2 separate regions of the Neogale vison genome follow, and region 1 is linked to region 2. Evidence: chromatin contacts called from public Hi-C data. All regions are on one chromosome and are shown on one strand. Each heading gives the region's core, a stretch centred on a gene start, on an enhancer-like site or on the middle of the called end of the contact. The rest is flanking DNA. Distances are from core to core; before and after follow the strand shown. Region 1 holds the start of NFIX (nuclear factor 1 X-type). Region 2 overlaps NFIX (nuclear factor 1 X-type).

Evidence for each region. Hi-C and Micro-C count contacts between places; a contact is called where the count stands out from the background.
Region 1: a contact with region 2 is called in a Hi-C map of fibroblasts, with 5 times the contacts expected there. The contact joins the promoter of NFIX here to the enhancer-like site in region 2.

Annotation. Positions count from the first base shown.
Region 1 is chr6:215,499,355-215,503,023 of ASM_NN_V1, forward strand. NFIX (nuclear factor 1 X-type) reads right to left here and starts at 2,039. Exons shown (of 11, transcript XM_044254082.1): 1 at 1,963-2,039. The coding sequence starts at 1,989.
Region 2 is chr6:215,409,428-215,413,642 of ASM_NN_V1, forward strand. It overlaps NFIX (nuclear factor 1 X-type), which reads right to left. Exons shown (of 11, transcript XM_044254082.1): 10 at 3,060-3,151. Among named protein-coding and RNA genes, the nearest start is that of LYL1, 11 kb to the left of the region's middle. Within about 2 kb of position 1,849, the one cell type or tissue checked has open chromatin away from gene starts, as enhancers often do. A contact at or near this core is called in fibroblasts, where this site is marked.

The DNA of each region.
Region 1 (3,669 bases), core at 789-3,288, 90 kb after region 2:
TCATGCCCCTGAGTCCGGTTGCTACCCAGACCCTTCCTGGTCTTATCACCAGTGGACTGGCTGGCATTTTCTTTCCCAGGGTACCAAGTCTTACCCAGGGCTCAGGGGGCAGGCCAGGCTGCTGGGCGGGTAGCTGGTGGGGAAGGGGTGACTCAAGCATGGGGTCTTGACTCCACTAGGCCCCCGAAACACCAGCACGTAGTCCAGCCAAGCATAGCCCCAAAGGCAGCCATAGCTCAGACCCCGCTGGGTGGGCAGGGTTGTCATGGGACCCAAGATAGAGTGATTGGTCCATCAGAGGCACAGATCTGGGGGGGGGTCCCCCAGGCTGCCACAGTGGCCAGAGTGCCTGCTTACACCTCCATGCATACTGTGATACATACATGTACCTTTGTACCCTCACCAACACTCACACCCAGTTTTGCATAGGAAAACCTGCTCCCTGGGCCACACACATGTCGGTACCATGCAGGCCTCCCCCCCACCAACTCATAGAAGCCACATGCAGACCCCAAGATTGACACACACATACGCACTTGCATCTGTGGATCTAGGAGTGTGGTGCGGCCACGGCTGACACACAACCCCGACCAACTCGCTCGCCCCCCGCTACCCTCTGCCACCTGGTAGCAGCCGTATTGTATTCACTTGGACTCCCACTCCCATCTGTGGGCACACTTGGCAGAAGGCTGGCAGGGCTCAGGCTGGGCAGAGGAGACAATTAGGACCCCAGGCCTGACCTAAAGATTCTCCTTACACACGCAGGCCCTACTGGCAGGCAGGGCTAGGCAGTCCCCAGGTGTCCCCTCTTCTGACTCCGCAATGCCCGCAGTAGCCTGGCCCCCCGTAGGCAGCACTGCCAGGGCCACTGTGGGGCTCTGGACAGTTCTTGTGCCCTCTCAGAGCCTGGGTATCATGGCCCAGGAAAGGTGGAGTGCCAGGGCAGGCATCCCCCGCGCGTTTGCCGCCGCCGAGCGCCGCTAAGGGAAGTTCGCTGGAGGCGGGACGTGCTCTGCTCACGCAGCGCGCCAAGGTCGGCTCTGTTGTGCCCGTGGCTGACCCGACGGCGTGGCCGCAGCACGGTTGGCGGCATCCACGGCTGTCTCCCGCCCCTCCCGCCTCCGGGCGGCAGGACGGGATTCCCCCGGCCCGCCCGGTCCACCGCGCCGCAGCCAGGGTAGCTGGGGCCGGAAAGTTTGCGCCGAGGAAAGTTTGGGGCGGTGGGGGGGCCGCGGCTGCGACGTCCAGGGTCGGCCGAGAGGCGCGGCCCCGGCTGGCAGCGCGCCCGTCCCTCCCTCCCCTCCCCTAACCCTCCGAAATTTGGGAGCCCCGCCATTTTCTTAGCCCCGCTCCCATGTGAGGCCTGAACAAAGACTTTGGGGCGACGCCCGGGCCGCTCGGCCGGCCCCGGGCACCCCGGCTGCACGCAGGGGCCGCCGCCACGCATACCGGCCGCTGCCACCCTCGGAAAAGCTGCGCCCGCCCCACAGAGCGCCGCGGGACCCAGTCCCAGCTCCGAGCCCTCGGGACCACCCCCTGCCACTCTGTCACCCCTGCAACCACTGCCAGTGGCCACGCTGCTCGGGTGCACGCCACAGTCGCCCATCGGTCGGCGGGAGTCCACCGCACCCCAGTCGAGCGCGCGCGCACACGCACGCACCACACACACACACACACACACACGCACTCCCGCTCCTCGCTCCGGGGGCAGCGCCACGCACGCAGCCGGCCACCCCCAGAGCCCCCACCAGGAGTCCTCCGGGTGGCCAGGGTCGCACGCGCACCCTGACGCCCGCCTGCGTGCAGGGACTGCCCACAGCACGGCTTGCACCCCTCGGCCGCCCGCAGTCTCACTCCCCCCCCACCGGGCCGCCGCGCGCCCCCTCCGTCCGTCCTCCCGCCCGCCCGCCGGCCTCCTGCGCCCGCTCCCCTCCCCGGTCGCCCAGGGGCGGCGGCCGGTACCTGGGTGAGGCAGTACGGGGAGTACATAGCTGGGCGCCCAGGCGGGAGCGCGGCGGCCGGCCGCGGCGAGGGGAGGCCCGGCAGGCGGCGGCCGCGCTCGGGCTCCGGCTCCGGCTCGGCTCCTCCGGCCTCCGCCGCGCTGCGCCCGCCCGGCCCGCGGCCCCGCGCTCGCCGCTCGCAGGCTCGGCCCCGCCGGCTCCGGGGCCGCCGCCGCCGCCGCCGCCGCCGCCGCCGCCGCGCTCGCCGCTGCCTCTCGCGTCCGCTGCTGCCGCCGCCGCTGCGCGTCTACTCCATGCCGCCGCCGCTCGGCCGGTCACCCTCGCCCGCCGCCGCCGCCAACGCCGCCGCCGCCGCCGCGCTGTGAAAGTGAAAGTTTAGACAAAGTTTGGAAGCGGCGCACTCCGGGGAGAGGGAGCGGGCGGGCGGCGCGGGCGGGAGGAGGGGCGCGGGGAGGGGCGGGCAGGGCGGGGGAGCGGCGGCCGGCGCGCACACACACACACATGCACACACACATGCACACACGCGCGCGGGGGCGCACACCGACACAGCCACCCCGACACGTGCTGGCCCGCGTTCCATCGCAGACACACGCTGACACACAGCAGGGTTCGGACCCCGCCACACATGTCACGTACAGAACGCATTGCCACACGTTCCACGTTCCAACAACGAAGCACACACAGACACCTACACATACACAGCATAGACACACGCCCTGGTGCACCAGTCGGCGACCCACACGCTGACAGGCACACAGGCCCACCATCACACGATGATAACCTATACACACACATTCCAGCAATGAACCATGCTTAGACAGGCGAACATGGGCCTTCCACGGACACACACTGATACACACCAAGAGACACATACACCCTTGCGTACTGACACGTACGGTTCACGCTGACACACTGACAGGCATGATCACACAACCACACTGTGACGCACTCCAGACATACAACTCCTATATATAGACACCCACAGGCACACACAAAGCCACACCGAAACATCCTGGCAGTAGCCAGCCGGGCACACAGAATGACACTAATAAAATGAAGATGTGCTAACACACTGTCAAACAAACATAAGCCATCAGATACCGGCATGGCATGCACATGCCCAGTGACACAGGGAAGGAGCACACTGACCCTGATACAAAGAGATACAAAGTGTCACTGATACAAACTGACATTGGCAGTCACAACAACACAAGGACATACACAGGACACACCTGGTGCCCAGATGAACCCCTGGGCCTTGGGTACACTGACCAGTAGTCCAGGGGATCACCCAGCCATGCACACAGGTATGACACACATACACCCAGGCCCTTCCCACACCCCAGCCTTATGGCCCTCATGCAAATACACACACACACACTCACACACACACACACATACGCACTTGTACTTGGCCCCGATCGTGGACATACACAGATCTAGCAGGCACCACAGAGCCCTGCAGGGACAGAATGGGCATGGAGGCCTCAGGTTCACGTACACTCTTGCCCCACCTCCACCCCTGTGAGACTCCAGTCTCTCATGCAAGCCCCTGAGCCCTCAGAAAGGAACGGGGGCAGAAGTGGGTACTGAGGACCCTGGTGTGGGGCAGGGGGAGCCCTTAGGTGACCCCTGAGGTGGGCGGGGAGGCGTTGTCTGCAGCCCCTGGGCAGCTCCTGCCGAGACAAAGCTCTCTCCTGCTGCCAGG
Region 2 (4,215 bases), core at 599-3,098:
AGCCACATGTGGCGTCTCAGCAAGGGAAATGTGGCTGCCGTTACTGAGGACTAAAGTTTTCTCTAGTTGGTTATTTACATTTTTTTTTTTAAATTAGAGATAGAGCGTGCGCACAGGCAGAGGGAGAGGCAGAGGGAGAGGGAGAAGCAGACCCCCCACCACTCCCGCTGAGCAGGGAGCCTGATGTGAGACTTGATCCTAGGAACCTGGGATCATGACCTGAGCCAAAGGCAGACGGTAAATGGCCGAGCCACCCAGGTGCCCCTCTAGTTAGTTATTTAATTTGAACTTCAACAGCCACATGTGGCCAGCACCTGCCCCGCTGGATGGTGCAGATGGAGGACATTTGGAGGCTTGGGGTTGTCACAATGACTGGTGCTGCTGGCATTCACTGGGTGGGCAGAGATGCCCAACTTCCTGCCACGTGCTGGCCCACACCCAGAGACCTGCCTTCCTGTGGCCGAGCTCCTGGAGGAACTGCCCAAGGTCCAACCCCATCAACTAATTACAGGTCTTTAAAGGGAGGCTCACGGGATACCTGGCACTGTGTAGGGGAAACCCAGGCCGAAGGCACCCCAAGTTCGGCAGAAGCTAAGTCAGCAGCCAGCCCCTAGGCTTCCAGTCCTGGCCTGAGAAGGGAGCCGCCTGGGAGAGCCCCTATCCCTGCGGTCTAAGGCCTCTGTGTTCTCTGGGACCCCCTTCGCAAGGGGAGACCACAGAGGAACCCTTACAGTGCCGCTGTGTAAGCCTGGCCCGCCCCCTCCCTGCAAGGGGAAGGAGGCAGGTGACAACGGGGACTCGGAGAGCTCAGCTCGTTTGGCCCCTCTTTGTGGGACCAAGCCAAGGTGCCAGGCTGGTTCCCTTGGAGCTGCACAGGAGGGGGAAAACCACCAGTGTTCAGATTGGGAAGCCCCTCCTGCCCGCCCCCTCCCCGCCCCACAGACCAGGAAGACCCCAGTTCAAGGCCTGGAGTTTCAGACAAAGGTGGTTCCAGGATAGCTCCCCAGTGCCTCCCCACAGGTCCCAGGAAGGAGGGGGGGGGCATCTGCTGCCAAGCACAAAGTGGCTTTTTCTGCTCACCCTTTCTGCTTCCTGAGCCAGGTCCAAAATTGATTAAAACTAAGTAAAAAGCGCTGCCCAGGGAATGACAAAATTGCTAAAATTCTCTTTTCTTCCCTCATTCTATTGTTCTCTCTCCATCTGGTGCTCCAGAGATCAGCTAAAGTCACTGGTTACTGTGGAAACCGCCCCCCACTGTACCCCCTGCGCCCGCTGCAGCCGCCTGCCTGCCCCCAGGCCCAAGGGCTCTCGGCTGTTGTGGGCCTTGTCCGGCTCCAGTCTCCCCCACCGTCACCCCCAGACACACCTGCCTGCTGGGGCCCGGGGCTCAGGCTGCTTTGCAAAACAAGGGGGAGAAAAACTGTTTCCCAAACTTGCCTCAAAGTCTGCCTTGGCCCCAAAGTCCAAGCAAAGTGAGCAGAGAAAGTGAAGAAGGGAAAGCACACGGAGGCAGGCGGAAACAGGGTGAGCGGGGAGGACTCACGGCAGTGGTCCCCAAGAGCAAGCAAGCAACGGGGAGCTCCGAGTTACAGGCGCTGGGGCGGAGGGAGGGAGGGAGGGCGGGCGGGCGGGAGCGATGGAGCCCTGCCGCCTGGTGCCAGCCCAGCGCCAGGAGGGGAGGCCCGCCTGCTGTCCCTTCCTCTGGCACCCCCTCCCGCCCTCTGCCAGCAGGGCTCTCTCGGCCTCCCTGGCACAGAGCAGCGGAGGGGGCTGGCTCCAGCCCCTGCTCGGAGCCATTGTTTTTCTTCTCAACACCCCCAAGTTCAAGTTCATCTGGGTGTTACATCATGTCTGGTTGCTCCTGGAAACCAGACGGGTCAGACGTGACTCTGGGGAAAGGGGGTGGGAAGCTGGAGGGGGTTGAAGTTCCCCTCCCCTCCCCTCCTTGCCACTAGGGAGCTCTGAAGTTTGAAGTTTGACAAAGTTTTTTGGCCTTTTTTTTTTTTTTTTTTTTTGAGGGAGGGAAAGGAAAAGGGAAAAAAAAACAAAACCTCAAACCACACACACAAAACTTCCATCCACCGACTTTCTCTGGACTCAGGCCTCAGAGCAGTAAGGGAGCAGGAGCAGCAAGAGGTGGCCCTGGGGCTCTGGGCTGGGGTGGATTTCCTGGGGTGGAGAAAGCCTCCAAGCCTTGGGCTCACAGGATGGTGTTTTGGTAAAATGCGCAAAAGAGAAAGATTATTTGCATGTTCCTTTCCGAGAAGCCTGGGGCTTTGTAAAACGGCCTCCACCCTGCTGCTGAGGTGGGTCCTCCCTGCACCCCAAGGCCCCCGGGCTCTGTGAGCTTGTCGCAGCCTCTGGGGGACAGGCACAGGGAGGAGGGGCCCACGTGCGTGCGAGAGCACAGATGCCTGTACAAAACCAGATCCAGGGCATTCCAGCAGGAGGGCTGGAGTTTTCCTTATGAGAACTGGGGATGGGCGGGCGGGAGCTGGACTGGAGGTTCCAACAGCCCGGCCTCCCCTCTAACGGGATTCATGGGGACCTGAGGGAGGGGCCTCCAGGGTGGCAACAGGCCCTGCCCTACCCTGGGTGCCAGAGTCTCTGGGCAATCAGCCCACCAGGACGGCTCTGTCCCTCCTCCACCCCTTGCCCAGCCCACCCAAAGCCAAGGAAGAAGGGGAGGGCTGGGGGCCAGGGCTTCCAGCTGGAGAGGGAGCAGAGCAACAGGCAGACGCTGTCCTCTTCCTGACGGGGCCTCGGGCTACCACAAGGCCTGGCCCAGAGCGCCTCTAGCCTCAGGTCTTTGGCCGCCTTCCCCAGGGCCGGGGCTGTCAGAGCTAATTATCCAATTAGCTGATTAGCTAGGGGACCTGGGGGCTGCCTGGGGAGGCAGGCTCAGCTGGGCTTGCAAAAGCCTGGGCCCTCCAGCCCTGCCCTAGCCCCTTCTCCCGGATTGGCCTCAAGGAGCCAGCGTCTTCCCTCCCGCCCGTGATGCCCGCGCCCCTGCCTCTTCCCCCTGTGCCCACATCCACATCGCGGGTGGAGCCTCCTACCTGAGACTGCTGTGGGATGTTCAGAAAGTTGCCGTCCCGGGGTCCGATGCTGACAAACCGGTTGGCAGAGGAGGCGCCTGTCGTTGCGAATGCTGTGGGGAGCAGGGAAGAGAGGGAGAGACCCCGTGAGGCCTTGGGGCCTGCCCGGGCACTGCCCTTCGGGGCTGCTGAGAGAGGGAGAGACTGGATTAGACCACGCTGCCAGGGCTTAGGCTGGCCGTGGGAAGGACAGGCCAGAGGGGTCCCATCACCCGCTCACTGACCAGGAGCACACACTGTCCCCCACCCCTAGCATTCCACCTCAGCCAGATGTCCTCTCTCCTGGCCCAGGGTGTGGGAGGGGCCCTGGAGGCTTTAGCTTGAGGTCCCAGAGACCCTGTTGTGTCCCCAAAGCAGGCACCAAGCAGGACTGAGGCTAGCCCTCGTTGAAGCAAGGCACCCGTGCTTTCCCACGGACTCTCTTGGGTCTTGGGAAGAGGGAGCCTGGGAGGGCGGGATGCTGGGGGCTCAGCCGGACCGGCCCCACCCTGCTCAGGGAAGGCTGGCTCAGCCAGGCCTCCTCTCCGACCAGGGCAGCTGGGCGGGTGCTGCATCACAGAACCACGCCGCCCAGTCCCAAGGATGGGGCTGATGGCTCAGGGAGCTTGCAGGGGTCCAGTGGAGGGCTGAGTTGGATGGGACAGGGGCAGAGAGAGGACCTGGCTGCCAGCTTGGACCCAGCAGGCGTCCTCCTCCTCTGATGCATGAGCCAGAGCCTGTGGTCGCGCGGTCCCCAGGGCCTGACACAGGCCGTAGCACAGGAGGAGGTGGCAGAGCCCCAGGGCTTGGGTGCCCGTGAGCAGTTCTGGAGCCTGAGGGGCAAAGGGGCAGCCCAACACCCCTGAGCTCTTCTTGGGTTTTCTGGCTGGAACCCTATGGGAGGGAATGGGTTGTGCACCCCCAGCAGGGTGGATGTCCCCAGAAGGAACAAGAGTGTCACAGGCTGCCAGGGATTCCCCCCCAACACACACCCTCTACCAGACACACCCCAGGGACTGCATGCTCACCAGACACTGTCCAGGGCCCCCCACCCCGCCCCAGCCACTCTGCCGCCTAGCGCCTCCTCTCCCACCCTGCCCACCTCCAATGACCATGACCATGACTTCGTGTCTTATGG